Linked DNA regions of Danio rerio: region 1 is linked to region 2. A link is a contact called in public Hi-C data. All regions are on one chromosome and are shown on one strand. Each heading gives the region's core, a stretch centred on a gene start, on an enhancer-like site or on the middle of the called end of the contact. The rest is flanking DNA. Distances are from core to core; before and after follow the strand shown. Region 1 holds the start of ccdc97 (coiled-coil domain containing 97). Region 2 holds the start of b9d1 (B9 protein domain 1).

Evidence for each region. Hi-C and Micro-C count contacts between places; a contact is called where the count stands out from the background.
Region 1: a contact with region 2 is called in a Hi-C map of skeletal muscle, with 5 times the contacts expected there. The contact joins the promoter of ccdc97 here to the promoter of b9d1 in region 2. A contact is called at or near these places in 5 of 18 Hi-C or Micro-C datasets (caudal fin, embryo, hematopoietic stem cells and 2 more) and 2 of 4 datasets of contacts at active chromatin or transcription factors (caudal fin and embryo).

What each region holds. Positions count from the first base shown.
Region 1 is chr3:38,903,373-38,907,419 of GRCz12tu, forward strand. ccdc97 (coiled-coil domain containing 97) reads left to right here and starts at 1,900. Exons shown (of 6, transcript XM_001333080.8): 1 at 1,900-2,271; 2 at 3,088-3,249; 3 at 4,000-4,047. The coding sequence starts at 2,179.
Region 2 is chr3:38,639,005-38,642,905 of GRCz12tu, forward strand. b9d1 (B9 protein domain 1) reads right to left here and starts at 2,626. Exons shown (of 7, transcript NM_001024373.1): 1 at 2,433-2,626; 2 at 2,264-2,332; 3 at 1,928-2,036; 4 at 850-946; 5 at 697-759. The coding sequence starts at 2,495. It overlaps cacna1ha (calcium channel, voltage-dependent, T type, alpha 1H subunit a), which reads left to right and starts at 1,559. Exons shown (of 36, transcript XM_073944890.1): 1 at 1,559-1,641; 2 at 1,734-1,832.

The DNA.
Region 1 (4,047 bases), core at 650-3,149, 260 kb after region 2:
GGAGTTCATATGTTCTTCCCTATTACCGTGGGTGTGGCGGCACCTGATTAATAAGAGGGACTCACTAAGCCGAATAGAAAATGAATGAATGAACTATTGCTAATGTACTAGTATTCTACTTGTTTACTCAGAGTTGGTAAGATTACTTTAAAAATGAATTTCACTACAGATTACAAAATGCATTCTTTATAAAAGGATTTTTTTAATTTAATTAATTAGATTTCTCATGTGTAGTCATTTAATCTGGAACACTCAAATGGCAAGTATAGGTTCTCTAAAGAAAAATGACATCCACAAAACTTTTAATGTAAAAATGTAATGTAATGTGTATTTATATAGCGCATTTATCGTGTATGACCATACACCCAAAGCGCTTCACAATCATGAAGTGGAGGGGGGTCTCTCCACACCACCACCAGTGTGCAGCATCCACTTGGATGATGCAACGGCTGCCACAGGACAACGGCGCCAGTGCGCTCACCACACACCAGCTATTGGAGGAGTGGAGAGACAGTGATAGAGCCAATTCAGTGGAAGGGGATAATTGGGAGCCCATGATCGTAAGGGCCGATAGAGGGGCTTTGGCCAGGACACCAGGGTTACACCCCTACTCTTTCACGAGAAGTGCCATGGGATTTTTAATGACCACAGAGAGTCAGAACCTCAGTTTAATGTCTCATCCGAAAGACGGCACCCATTGACAGTGTAGTGTCCCCTTCACTTTTACTGGGGCATTAGGACTCACACGGACCGCAGATTGAGCGCCCCCTGCTGGCCTCACTAACACCACTTCCAACAGCAACCTAGTGTTCCCTAGTGGTCTCCAATTCAGGTACTGACCAGGCTCAGTCCTGCTTAGCTTCTGTGAGTAACCAGTCTTGGGCTGCAGGGTGACATGGCTGTGGGTTATTTCTTATTTCTGTGGGTTATTTCTTGGTGATAAATAACTTGTGGGTTATTTCATTTTTCTGAATATTATTATTATTTTTTTTTACTTTATTTATAGAAGTTTTTGTAAAAACATAACACCAAATAATGTACATCATGTATATATGTTAACAAACTTGTCTCAGTGTTATTACCTTATACTAACTAGAGCCTGCACCAAAACAATAAAGAAATTTTAGCCAGACTGATGGAATAAGAAACAAAATAGAATAAAATGTAAAAAGGAGAGAAAGTGGAGAGAAGAAAAAAATTATTACCAGAAAAAAATATTACAGAAACATTAATAACCTATACATCTAAGGAAGGGGCCCCATGTTTTGTCATACAACTTTTGTTTGCCAAATCTAGAGAAGCATAACTTTCCAACTCTGAATATTATTTTAACATCAGTTTTACATTATATTCCTATGAAAGTGCAGACAATTTAATAATACTCATAGAGTCAACACAATGAGCTTTTTAAACTGGATGACTGGTTTAATTTGTACTTATTTTATCTTCTGAAAAACATGCAAGAACTTCTGAAAGGCAATTCAAATCAATTTATTCTTATTTCTATGGCACTTTTTTACAATGTATAGACTGTCAAAGCAGTTCAACATAAATGAGGAATAGAGAATAAAATCCATAATAGATCATACTTCAATATGTGAAATTGTGGGCAATATGATAATTTATTTATATATATATATATATATATATATATATATATATTCAAGTGAATGATTCTTGTGTTTTGTGAAAAATATCAACGTCAAAATCGCAGACACTGCTGGAAAGTGGTCAAATGTAAAGAAGATGCTAATTTTTGATCATTTGGAGAAAGGATTTTGTGATTAGGACAGACTTGTTCCAAATAGGTTTTGGTTTTGTGGTTTTCTGTCGCCATCTGCTGGTCAATAGTAAACGTATACACGTGGATGTAAACGGAACGGAACCAACAATGTGGAAGAGAATGTTCCGCACGAATATATTAGTTGTTACACTGCTGAGCAGAACCTAAAACGCAGTTGTTGTTGTTTTAAATACTGGCGATTTTAAAGGAATAATGCAAATTGGGTACTCGATAGATAGATGTGAATAGTAAACGTTACATCAGGCTGTTGTCAGAGTTACACCTTCAGTGGTCTTTCATAATAGCGTTGGCATGATTGGCAGAATAAACATAAAATATCGAGACACATTTCGCTGATAAATCAACACTTGTTAGCACTTAAACTGTATTCTGAAATGTGGGGAGAAATCGAGCCCCGTGTCAACGGGCAAGAGAGCATGAAGAGCCGCGGGACTGACCAGAGACGGACACACTCTCCAGATCCACAGGTGAGCTGTTTTTATTGATTTTTTTTCATCCGGGAATATATATATATATATATATATATATATATATATATATATATATATATATATATATATATATATATATATATATATATATATGTATGTATGTATGTATGTATGTATGTATATATATATATATATATATGTGTGTGTGTATATATATATATATATATATATATATATATATATATATATATATATATATATATATATATATATATATATATATAAAACAGTTCTGTCTGGTTCTCGAATCTGATTGGCTGATAGCCGTGATATATTTAAGTAATATCAGCACCCGTATAGCCTCTTTACCCTTTGTGTATTACTCCGCCCACATACAGCCAGCTAAAAGCAGACACTACAGATCTCAAGTTTAAAAGATGCTTGCTCAGCTGTTTAACTGTCAGCGTATGATTTTAATCCAACGCGGAAGAAAGTAGTTCCTCGCACAAAAGGGTTTTTGAGACTCTCCATGTTTGGTTTTGTTTTTATATACACAATTATGCGGTCAAACTGTTGTATAGACGCAATATCACACGAGTAGCAGTGCTATATGGTTGTATATCAGCACTGGTGGGAGGCGTAAAAATCTCATGCAATGATCTATGTATGCATCTATGTAGTGTCTTTATAAATGCCTTGTTGTTTATACTGTGGAAGATCAATTTTATAAACAGGTCTAAATTCTCTCTCTCACCCATGAAAGCCAAAAGTAATGGCAAAATGCTATTAGTTTATTATATCAACCATTTTGTCCCAGGTGATACTAACCTGTTGAATGTCTGTGTCCTACAGCAGAAGACAGTATTGTGGGGAGAAATCGAGTCCACCTCCAAACCTGACCCACCTACCTGGAGTCAACCTGCTTCTCAAGACAGTCTACCAGCTCTTCCTCATCCTCCTGAGACAAATGCCAGAGAGGTCAACAACACACCCAGCTGCTCTTCAGATGTACAGGTAAGGTGTTTTGTGTTTTTAATTCATGACTTTACGTTTCTTTGTGATGTTGGTTTTACTATTGTGCAAGTTGTCTGAGCAGTAAAGACAAACAAATTTCCTCATAAACAATACAATAAAATATTTTTTAAAAATAAATTAAAAAGAATGAAAATTAAATGTTTACCTGTTAAGGCTTTAAAGGTGCCCTATAAAGTGAATCTGTGTATACATAGGCAAAGTCAAATAATAAGAGATCGGTTTATGGAAATGCTGCCTTTTTCTATCTGTATTACAATGACAAAAACAGCCTTAGTTTACCTCAGAACTCCCCTCTAGAGTACACTGCTATATTGACAACATGACTAAGTAATTTGACTGTCTTATCCGTACACAATGACGTGTAATTCTGATGGGACTGACATATTCATTGACAGACATGTAGTTTTGAGAGATGAACGAAGGATTTTGAGCAACAGACTGGCTTTTGTAGATAATCCATGGTGTTTTGCTTTACCCATGTTGTTTTGAGAAATGCACTTACTGTTTTCCATATTTCAATTCTGATCCAAGAAATTTACCAAAGCGGCTGAGGAAAAATGTTAGTATTGGAGATCATGTTTCATAAAGATTTTTATCCAACTTTCTAATAAAATTAACTTTTTATTAGTAAAATGCATTCCTAAAGACCTAATTTAAACATCTTCAAAGGCAAATTTCTCAACATTTAGATGTTTTTTTTTTTTTAATAGTTTGCTTGTTTTTTCTCAGGATGAGCCGCCCATTAGTCTCAGCGCAATGATAGAGACTATAGCCGCC
Region 2 (3,901 bases), core at 1,376-3,875:
TTTCAAGTAATGTATTGTATAAGAAAAAAGACCCACATTGTTTTATTTGTGGTGCCATTTTATCAATAAGTGACGATTTTGCGCAAATATGTGATATGCATCTGCAGATGGAAACAGTTAATGATATCTAGCATTGTTCAACATATTTTCATAATGGTTTAGAACCTCGAGTGTGAGTTAATGAAGAAATACATTTTTTTTTTGGTGTACTTCACTCATTTTAGGTCACACGCCTGAACTGAAGCATAATTTGGCTAAATTAGACCAGTAAAGACATTGAAGAAAGTATCTTAGTAGAAGTTCAATTTGAGTATTATTCATTCATTAATTTGCCTTCAGCTTAGTGCCTTTATTCATCAGGGGTTGCCACAGTGGAATTAACCACAGAATTATCCAGCATATGTTTTAAACAGCGGACACCCTTCCAGATGCAACCCAGTACTGGGGAAACACCTATACACTCACATTCACACACATACACTACTGCCAATTTAGCTTATTCAATTCACCTATACCTTTGGACTGTGGGGGAAACCCATACAAACACAGGCAGAACATACAAACACCACACAAAAATGCCAACTGACCCAGCCAGGACTTGACTCAGCGACCTACTTGCTGTGAAGCAATATTGCTAACCACTGAACCACCTTGTCGCCAGTTTTAATATTATTATTAAGAAATGTGTTGGTGAACCTGGTGAACTTCTGCAGTCTTGACGTAGACTCTGGAACAAACATGGGAATGGTCTTTGTGTGTCTGGAAGAAAGAGAGCATTCACATGTAACTGATGATGTAACAAATTTCAAATGCTTGTCAGGTTATGATGCCACAATCAAAGTGACTCACTTTCCAGGTGTGAACGGGATGTGCACGGCTCCATAACCTCTAACAACATCATTTCCAAATGTGTCAGGGCCATACACACTCACTACAATCTGAGGCCCTGGAAAAGAAGGTAAACTGATTGATTGACATTGAAAATGCAAACATTCATCAGCCACTTTTAAGTACATCTTGCTAGTAAATGATTGGACACTGTTCATTTCAGAAATGCATTATCAGGGGTGTCCAAACTCGGTCCTCAAGGGCCGGTGTCCAACATAGTTTACCTCCAACTTAATTCAACACACCTGCCTGGAAGTTTATAGTAGACCTAGAAAGAGCTTGATTTGCTGGTTCAGTTGTGTTTTATTAGGATAGGAACTAAAATATGCAGAACACTGGCCCTCCAGGAGCGAGTTTGGACATTGCCTGCCTTAAAGGGACTGTTCTAATGGGACAATGGTGGCAATTCTTTACGAGTTTCTTTTTTCTGTTGAACTTTAAAAAGGATAAATAGAAGAAAGCTGAAAACCTGTAACCACTGACCTCCATTTAGGACAAAACAAATAATATGGAAGTCAATGGTTACAGATTTCCAGCTTTCTCATGAAGCATGTCTCAAACTCAATTCCTGGAGGGCCGCAGCTCTGCTCAGTTTTGCTAAAGCCTCCTCAAACACAGGTGATCCAAATAGTCAAGGTGTTTAAAAGAGTCTTGAACACCTTGATTAGTTGCATGTGTTTGATCAGGATTGGAGCGAAACTGTGCAGAGCTGCGGCCCTCCAAGAGTTAAGGTTAAGACCTTTGTTCTGAAGGGTGAGTAAACGATGACAGAATTTTCAGTTTTGGGTGAACTATCACTTTAAATTACCCATCATCCACATTGCAATATTTGGTTTGAACTTTAGCTGCTCATCTTGACCATGTCTACATGTCTGAAAGCATTGAGTTGCTGCAATTGAGGTGGCCGAGTAGATGTGTTAACAAGCAGTTGGACATATTATGTGGTAAGTCTATAATTAATGTTAATTTGGCTGCATTACAACATCGAGTCAAATTTTAAGACTAATATTCCCGCCTCAACAGTACGAGGTTCACTTACAGCCAAACGGATTAGTGCTTTTAAATGTGATGTCCAATGGGAAATTCCACACCAAACTCTGAGACAGACGACCTTTTGATGTTATTTGAGAAATTCCTTCTTCCAAACCCTTCAGATTATGGAGAAAAGAGGAAAATTAATATAACGTTACAAAAACAAAACTTTAGTCCCTCAAGGAGAGAGAGAGAGCAATAGCAACTAAAAAACGCTTAAAGACCCAGTATAAATATGACAGTTAACCTCATCTATGGGAGAAAGGCATATAAATATGTAACGTAAAAATACTAACGTTACTTTTCGTTGTTAGGGAAGAAAATGAAAGCTGACGTCACTCACTGATGTGGGCGCCCAGTCGTGTCCATAAACAAAACAATACTTGCAGTATAGATCATCATATTCTGGAAACTTCAAACAAAATACGGTGTGTAAGTAGTTACTTTACCCTCATTAATTACAGGCTTTGCACACACATTAACACGAGCTCTAAAAATCGATGTTAACTCACATCGGCTGATTCGATTTGTCCATTAACCATGAGGAGAAATACAGCTGGATTGTTAGAGGTCATTTTCGCACCATTACCGGACAGAAAAGCATTTAAATCACAGCAAACGATCCGCGCTGTGCTTAAATATCTGTCATTTAATGGTTCCTCGTTGTCAACAGCTCCCTGGCTGCTATGGACGCTTTCAGTACGGCAGACGACAAGGGTCAAAATGGCAGACGCTAACATGCGCTTCTAAAATGGTAGCCTACTCCACTAGGTGGTCGTCGTGGACATGAAATGAATAACATCCTCCAGTTTTCGACTCTCGTGGATGAAGATTCACAGTTTTTGTGTAATAGGATTTGACTCTCCATCTTTCTCTCAACAAAGGCTGACTCAGAAAGTTTAATTAACGTTAGCCTTTTTTCATCGAAACATGATTTATTGTTAGAGGTTTAATAAACATTAACGTTACACACCTGCATATAAGCCTACAATGCAATACAAAACTACATAACAATACATTTCGTTATTTTCCACATAAATAATACATAGGCATTCGGTTTATAGGGTAATTTCTGTGTTTTATTAAGTATGTATGTAAGACTGTGTGGCTATTGGGGGTCCACTCTGCTCCACTGATCCCTTTTTTCTTGTGGCAGAGACAGGCTTTATTACATCCTATCTGGCAATGTATGATGGTATTGAATGATGAATGAAACTCTTTGTTGTATGGCGGGATTTTATATTGACCTCATTTCCTGTACAGGGCTGCATCTTCCTTTAGCTGTCTAGTCGTACAGGCTACTGTAGGTGACTAGCATTACATGTCTCTATGGGCCACAATAACCCTCTGCTAATTTTGGTGAACAACATGATTGTGAACACTTGAGAGAAAATAATGAGTTAATATTTATAACCACAAACCAATATATTCACACATATAAAAGGTTGTAAAACAATGCAATTTCTTCAAGACTCCCTGGATGCTATGAAAGGATAAAGTTGTTTTGTGTGTGCGTGTTTTTTTTTTTTTTTTCATATAGAGGATGAACATTGTGGGGGAATGTAATGTTCAGTTTTGTGTATCGCAATTATATCCAGAATGTGTTTGAACAGCACACTAACACCTTTTATTTAAACCTAAACAATGTTTTGGTGTCACAGTGTGGAAGATCTGGCACCTCAACATTGAATTACTATCAGTTTGTTTACTATTAATGCACCACAATGATAATGTCAGATGTTACTCAAGAAATTATCATTCTCAGTTTTGCACTGTGACTTGGCAGGGTGCTTATTTGGACAGCAGTTCATCTCCATTTTCCCTTTGTCCATTTCTAAAGCCTCATCACATAAGTGCGCATATTTATGGATTTTAAGAAAGCAACTGATGCAAATTTGATTAGCTATGTCTGGACACACAAGTCCGATATGATCATTAGTACTAGTGTGAATGGTCTACCTAAAGATCTGATTTGGGGAGA